2 separate regions of the Mus musculus genome follow, and region 1 is linked to region 2. Evidence: chromatin contacts called from public promoter capture Hi-C data. All regions are on one chromosome and are shown on one strand. Each heading gives the region's core, a stretch centred on a gene start, on an enhancer-like site or on the middle of the called end of the contact. The rest is flanking DNA. Distances are from core to core; before and after follow the strand shown.

Region 1 (4,011 bases), core at 296-2,795, 480 kb before region 2:
CCCTGCAGTTAAGCAAACCGCCTTTAAATTTTCTGTCTGGCAGCAATCCACATGCATGTCTGTATGTTTTTACAAGTACTCTATGTATTTCATTGCGTCAGCTGCATTTCTTTGAGTTTTAAATGGTCTGGGATCATTTTATGAAATGTTCTATATATTTATATGGAAAATAATGCACACTGGAAAACAGCATCAGTCTGATATTTACATATACATTTTTTAAATCCACCATCTAGCACTATAATTTCTAATGTTCCAAAATACCTTTTCACTCAGAAACACAGCACCAAATGCAGTTTCACAAACTAGCTAACTCTTAATGAGAAAATCTTCAGGTCAGAGTATCGCCACAGAAGAGCACAAACCAACAATGTGCTGATGCAGGTGGCCATATGAACAGTAAGAAGTACACGTCATCCTATTCCCTGAGTAATGTCTGTCAGACAGAAAATTAAGAACAAAACAACATACACTTTTCTTTAACCTCCTGTCTTGACAACTTTCTTCTGATTCAAATTTAAAAATCAATTATATTATCTCCCAAGTAAACACTTTTCTTTTTTTATTGTTGTTCTGAGACAGGGTTCCAGGCTGTCTTAGAACTCACAATGTAGCCCAGGCTGACCTCAAAATCATAGAGACCCTCCTGCCTCTGCCTCCTGAGTGCTTTAGGCATACACCACCATACCCAGCAGGAAAACACTTTTCAATTAATTTATTTTACTTCTGTATTTAAAATACCTTGTCAACAATATAGACCATCTGATAAGAGCCCACACATCTTTTAACCAAAAAGGTCTATAAGAGGCTCCTGACAAGGTTCCCTGTCACAACAGTGTGAAGGACACTGCCTTCTCGAAGCAGTATGGGCACTACAGGTCTGTCTCCACAATAATACCATTTTTGTAAAGGCCACAAGACAACACTGTCATAGTGTAGGACTCTCAGCAATACAAATTCGTTCCAGCAGAGAACATGGCTGTGCTGAAAACAGAGAGCTCCAGAAAGAAAAGACTGGCCTTCTTCAGTCTCAACCTATGTTTTCTAGTCTCCAACTGTACATACTTTTAAATATTTAATAAGATATACCAGATTGCCACAGGATGTTTAATTAATAGAATAAGAGTTTGGGCAAGACTCAATGGAAAGGTGCTATAAATTATTTTATACAGCTCCCAAACCCTTGCATTTGCCTTAGGCTTAAAGTTCCTAGAAAACCTGGTAGACAGAGTTTTTACAACAAAAATACAAAATAAATCATAAAAATGCTGTGGTTATATATGAGGTCTCATTTGCACATTGGTAACTAGTACGTAAACACACACCCACACAAATTATTTCTGGTTCTCTGTCCCTCACCCATGGCTGACTACATTTGAAGAAGGCATGGCATACTTTCAAATCAATTATTGAAAAATATGCCATCACAATTTGTATGAAGTGTATAAAAACTGTATACTAACTAACTGTCACCAACTTCCATAACTGGGGCTCTCTGGAGGCCTCTGAAAGAAGCTGCTCTCGTGGCAGTTCACTCGGGCGGAGCTTGCACTGCTTTCACTTTTAACATACCAGGGGTCAAGGCAGGAAAATTTAGATCTAATGCCTACTGAGCTATCCAATCTTTGTCTCTAGGATGTCTTAGGCAAGAAAAGACAAACTACTCAACACCTTTGATTCCTATAATTAGAAAGGCCTGCCCTTTAAAAGTCAGGGTTTAAACATAAACTATCAGCCATATAATCTCATTGCTCGATTTCATGGAGTTTAAGATACTATCTTTCTCTCCTACAACCATAAATGCTAATCCAAGCTGTAATCAGATTTAATTTTCCAGATGAGAAGATGGGAATCTGCTGCAAACAGAGTAATCATACACTCCACTGTTCTTTATCTAATGGTATTTTCCAATTTTATACACCAAAACTGTAGGCTAAGAAAATAGTCCAAAAAATTGTAAGAGCTTTTGAGGATCAGTTCAACCTTTCTCTAAACAATTTAGAGGTAAATTTTATGTTCAAGAATTCCTTCTATAATGGGAAGCTAAAAGTTTCCTGACAGTGTGATTATAAACTAGACTGACACAAATAGAAAGCTTCAAAGATGGATATTCTCATTAAACCTATTAAAGCTACAAAAACTTACTATGTTTACTTTATAACCATAAAATACTCAAATTGTTGGTTTAGCATTTTAAGTGAACATAATTATTCTAGGAATGCACTCACTTCTATCATAGTTAAATCTTACCTATTTATAAAGTCAAATTTTAAAAGGAATATTTTAAATACTTTACATAGTTTAAAAATCAGTTTTCCCATTTGAAATGTGAATAAAGAAAATATTCAATAAAAAAAATCAGTGTTCCTTTTCTTGACAATGAAACAGGAAGAGTTTGTCATATTTTTATGTTTTAATTTAAAAATTACTAGTCCTAAAATGGAAATTTGATCCTAAAAACTCAGAAGAAATAAATAAATAAATAGCCCACTAATGAGAAGTACAGTATCTCTAATTTCTTCAAATGAACATTTATTGGTTTCTATATCCCAATGGAATTGTCCCCTAAAAAATTTTTATCACCTACTGTATGTATTCACTTTTTGCTCTAAAACATGAAAACTGAAAGACATAAAAACACTGAGCTGATTTCAACCATGACTCATTTCTAGGAAGCATTTCCTCTCAGCACTAAAATTTCAAATTCAATTACATACTATTTCACAGCAGTCAGTCTAATTACATAGACACAACATACTTGGCCACTGACATATATTAAAAAAAGAGAGAGAGAGAAAGAAAAAGAAAAAGAGAAAGAGAAGAGAAAAGAAAAGAAAAAAAGACAAACAGTGCTTCTCAATGAAGAACAGAAAACCCACCTCTGTGATTAGCAATAGTGCATTCATGTGCGGATTCCTCCTCAGACTAACAGACTCTGCTCTTCCGACATACTCTGCTCCGCCGTGGCTATTAGTGCATAAACAGCAGACACTAACCTATTGTTTTCAGCTGTTGGAGTTATGAATGTAGTACAGTTACCAATTAAGTGAATCAACAAGTCCTAAATGCATCAGCTGCTCTGCAAATAATGCGTCCTTTGACATCATAGAGCAAAATCCAAAGAATTCATCTTGCTGTCTACAGAAGGTGAAAATATTTTAACTTCCCCAGTTACTGATAACTTAAAATGTGTCACATAACTAATTTCACTTACAAAAGGAATATAACTCAGATCCTTAAAATTTACACCACATATGCACAAAGGGATGTTCTCAGTTAAATGTTACCATTTCCCTTACTATACCCCAGTTTTCAACCCAGTCATTTACATACAAAGTTATAATTTCTGTTATTTAGTTCAGAGTTTGAAGCTAATTTCCAAGATCTATAAAGTTGATCAATAACACATTTAGATAGATATCACCTTTTTAAATAGTTACAATCTCAATTTCATGGGAGTTTTCCCATGAGTTACAATTTATTTTATCATAGCTTGATGTTGTTCTCTGCAGAATTGAGACTAGAACCTGGGGCCTCAGGCATGCAAACCAAGTCCTCTACACAGCCTTGGCCCTATCCTGTCCTTTTTGAATATCGCATTTTTATGTTTATGTAACTATTTTAGACTTACATTATAGCTGTGCCTTTTATACACCAAAGGTGGCATTATTACATATTTTATAGATATATAATATCTGTGATTGTGTGGGGAAAATGAGACTATTATTTATTCAAAACTACTGATGGACTACCAGCTATATGTCAGTAGCACTATGACAGGTGTGTTATACAAAATTTCTGTTTTTTACTTTCATAACAAAGTTATCCTTGGGAACTATCGTGTCAGTTTTATTATAAAGAAAGCAATAAGTTTGTCTAGGGTTTTAAACTAACTTGGCCAACATTTAAAAGTCAGTATGCATTTGAGGTACAAATGCTACACACCCAGCCCAGGTGATGAACAAGCCCCCCAAGAGTTTAAATTTAAAAGAGCATAAATGGAGAACACAG
Region 2 (3,428 bases), core at 211-2,710:
TTCTTGAGGTGATTAAGACTCATTTCCATCTTCAATCAAGGCGCAACGATTCAGTAAATTCCTTTTAAATCACAGAGCTAAACTGGAAAGAAAAAATGTGGAATGAAGACCCACAATCTTTCCAACAAAATATTTCCAACAAAATAGGTCAGCAAGTACAATACACTAGTCGGGCAAGCCTGGAAAACTGAATTCCATTGTAAGAAGCCACATGAAGCTCAGAATGGACTCCACCAAGTTGTTCTCTGACCTCTACACTTGTCCCATAGCATATGTACAAGCACATACACAGAGAAAATTTAGGAAACAGTCACCTCTATTAGTTTTTGAAATGTGACTCTCTTCACCCCACTAACAACATTAATCGCTAGCCTTTATTATCTTTACAGTTTATTTCAGGATTTATCTCCATTTGATGGATAGAGATTTAACTCTGTAAAAAAAAAAAAAAAAGGCTGAGGGCAGAGTGGCTCTCCCAACGTTGTGGAGGCAGAAGCAGGTAAATTTCTAGTTTAAAGCAGCCTGATCTACAACAATCGGGGCTATATAATGAGACCCTGTCTCAAAGGGGGGGGGGGGGGGGGGGACTAAACTGCCCAAGTAGTTCACTAGAAACAGTATGGAAGCATTAAACATCTAAACAAACCAATTAATCCCAAATTCTGTGCTTTCCCATTGTAGCATCCTGCTTCCTAGAGTACCTTAGGAAAAGCCAAATTGCCCTCATGTGTAAAACTTCAAAATGAGTAAATACAAACTATTTAACATGTAAAACCTCTTGATCAAGGCATTCCCTAATAAAAGCCGATTCTCATGATGCACTCTGACAGTTCTAGCTGGAAGCTTGAGTCCAAGTGGTCTAACTACGGTTAATAGGTCAGTTACCGCTACGGTCGGCCTGTCTAGGCTTACCTTATACACCACCCCCGCGATGGTAGTGCCAGTTTTCCGAGCTTTCGGGAGCTTGAACCCCTTTTTTGCGAAATCCGCTTCCAAGACAGCATTCCTAAGGGAAGGCACAGAAATCAAGTGTTAGAGGACAAGACCACTGGCGAGAAGAGTGGGTGCTTAGGAAGGAACTCAATTTTCTTCCACCCCAGTGTGATCACTGGATTCTCCCATTATTAGCACCATCGGCGAGGAATTACAGATCGGGGCGGTGACCCAATCCCTCCAAAGCCACAGGAAAGTCCAAATCCTTACACACTGGCAAGGGGAGAGGGCCGCGCCGGCCTCAGAAGCAGCCCGCGCTGGGGCCCGATTCCCTGAGTCACACGGCCGCGGGCACCATCCCCACGCTCGCCTCACGCCCCCGACCCCGGCCGCAGCCCAGTTCCGATCCGGCGTACAGAGTTCCCACTCGGGTCCCGATCGCGCCCCCGGGCATGAACACACCTGCGACAATTATCAAAAGAAAAGCCTCCGACCGGTGGCTGAAACACCGACACAGCCGCCATCTTGCCAAGAAAGTGTTTCCGGGCCGAGGGCGGAGCGACAAAAAAAGAACTTAGCACTTCCGGCGCCGCGAGAGACCGGGACGAGAGGGCGGGGCAAACTTCGAACTGGCGCTCTTGGACATAGAGTTCTTGAGTTCTCACTTCCTAGAGAGGCTTGGGTCTTTGAAGTAGTTTTGCCTCAAGTCCTGGGAAGGGGAAACTGACGATCAGCCGAAGGGATGGAATTTGTTAAATCAGATAATAAAATTCCCCCAATAACCAAATCTCCTGACGCTCAGACCAGATCTGTTTCTGCGGTTAAACTAGAATCCGGCGTGTATCAGGGACATCCACACACCCCAGGTCCAGGCAAAGCCGCTGAGCAAATCCCTTTCAACTCCCTTATTTCCTACTGTTAGTGTGTAACGGAGCTTTCACCTTCCTCAGAAAGGCAAACAGACACATGGAAAGACGTTTCGTGCCCTGAGTCACGAGGACAAGGCAACCCCAAGCCCCCAGTGAGACACTGCTTTGGACCCACTACAATGACTGGAGTTGGACAGAGAAAAACTCTCTGTGACAGGTGGGAATATAAAACGGTCATCTGCTCCGGAAAACGAACTGGATCTTAAACCAAAATTATCACTGTCATACCTACCCAGAAGAACTGGAAAGCTAAGTTCACAGATGCTTCTAGGCAAATGAGCATAGCAACCAGGTACCTAACAGGCAAATCGGGAAACAACACAAATGCCCATTGACGGATGAATGAGTAAACAAAATGTGGAATATCAGCACAGTGAAACAGTATTAGGCCGTAAAAGGGAAGGGAATGTGATACCTACTAAATCAGGGGTGACCCTGGAAAACAATTTGCTAAATATAAAGAGACTAGGCATGGAGAAGAAGAACCACATTGTATAATTACATTCACATGTGATATACTATACATTCATGTGGTAATCATGTTCACATGCCTGTGGGTACATGTGGGTGTATGGTTAATGTTGGGAGTCCTCCACCACTCTCCACTTTACTCTTTCAGTCATCTTCCCTCTGGGCCATCTCCCCAGCCTTAGAGAGTTCCATTTGTATGAAGTATCTCAAAATAGGCAAATCTGCAGAAGCATAAAGTGAATCAGTAGTTGTTAAGGCTGAAGGAGAGGCACTGGATTGTTTATGGGCACAGAATTCATAATGTTACCCAGCACTATGAGTGCAGTGTTATGTAATTTTAAGAAAATCTTCTACTGATGGAAATGTGAGGCTTGCTGCGGAAGTCAGGAAAATATTTTTAAACTTATTTAGGCAATAAGTGACACCCTCCATGACTGTGAAATGAATTCATTTACAAATATTTATTAAGCACCTACTATGTCCTATTATGATTGTAGCTGAAGACAGACGGATGGATAGATAAATGAATGAATGAATGAATAACATCCTAAGGATCTAGAACCAGTGTCTCAACCATATTTTTAGTAAATGTTCACTAAAAATTAAGTTCCATCTGATTGCATCTCTGGGTCTTTTGAAATAAAGAAAATAAGTTCTAATTTTGAAGCCCTGTGCTAAGAATAGGCTCGGAGAGTGGGTCCTAGCCCAGCTTAGCTTGAGTGCTTGCTTGCTGAAAGCCACAGGTGAAGATAATAACTCCTTGTAATGATGTTTCTGCAGCTAGAGAAAACAAAGGTCACCTGTCAAAGCCCCAGAAAATAGGCAAAAGGAATTCATAGTCCTTATATTCCCAAACTCCTGAACTGTAAGGCAATACATTTCTGTTGTCTATGCCATCCAGCTTAGAGTAATTTGTTATGGCTGCCTATCAAAGTCAGACGCCTCACAAGTTTACAGTCCAAAGAAGAGAAAAACCCAGAACAAATCTTTTTGGTGGTGGAGTGTAAGTAGGATCGGGCTGGTTTAGAAGTCTGGGAGTGTAATCCTATGAGACACACAAGAGGAACAGATGAAAAATGACAAAATCAACTTTTA

The links. Promoter capture Hi-C pulls out the DNA fragments that hold promoters and counts their contacts.
Region 1: a contact with region 2 is called in a promoter capture Hi-C map of hematopoietic stem and progenitor cells, with 2.1 times the contacts expected there. The contact joins the enhancer-like site here to the promoter of Psmb7 in region 2. A contact is called at or near these places in 6 of 39 promoter capture datasets (the 3T3-L1 cell line, HPC-7-derived erythroid cells, cranial neural crest and 3 more) and 1 of 9 other capture datasets (adipose tissue).

The regions. Positions count from the first base shown.
Region 1 is chr2:38,163,171-38,167,181 of GRCm38.p6, forward strand. All of the region lies in intron 2 of Dennd1a (DENN/MADD domain containing 1A), which reads right to left. Among named protein-coding and RNA genes, the nearest start is that of Dennd1a, 120 kb to the right of the region's middle. Within about 2 kb of position 1,546, at least 67 of the 459 cell types and tissues checked have an H3K27ac peak or open chromatin away from gene starts, as enhancers often do. A contact at or near this core is called in adipose tissue and hematopoietic stem and progenitor cells, where this site is marked.
Region 2 is chr2:38,642,446-38,645,873 of GRCm38.p6, forward strand. Psmb7 (proteasome (prosome, macropain) subunit, beta type 7) reads right to left here and starts at 1,461. Exons shown (of 8, transcript NM_011187.1): 1 at 1,396-1,461; 2 at 913-1,006. The coding sequence starts at 1,457.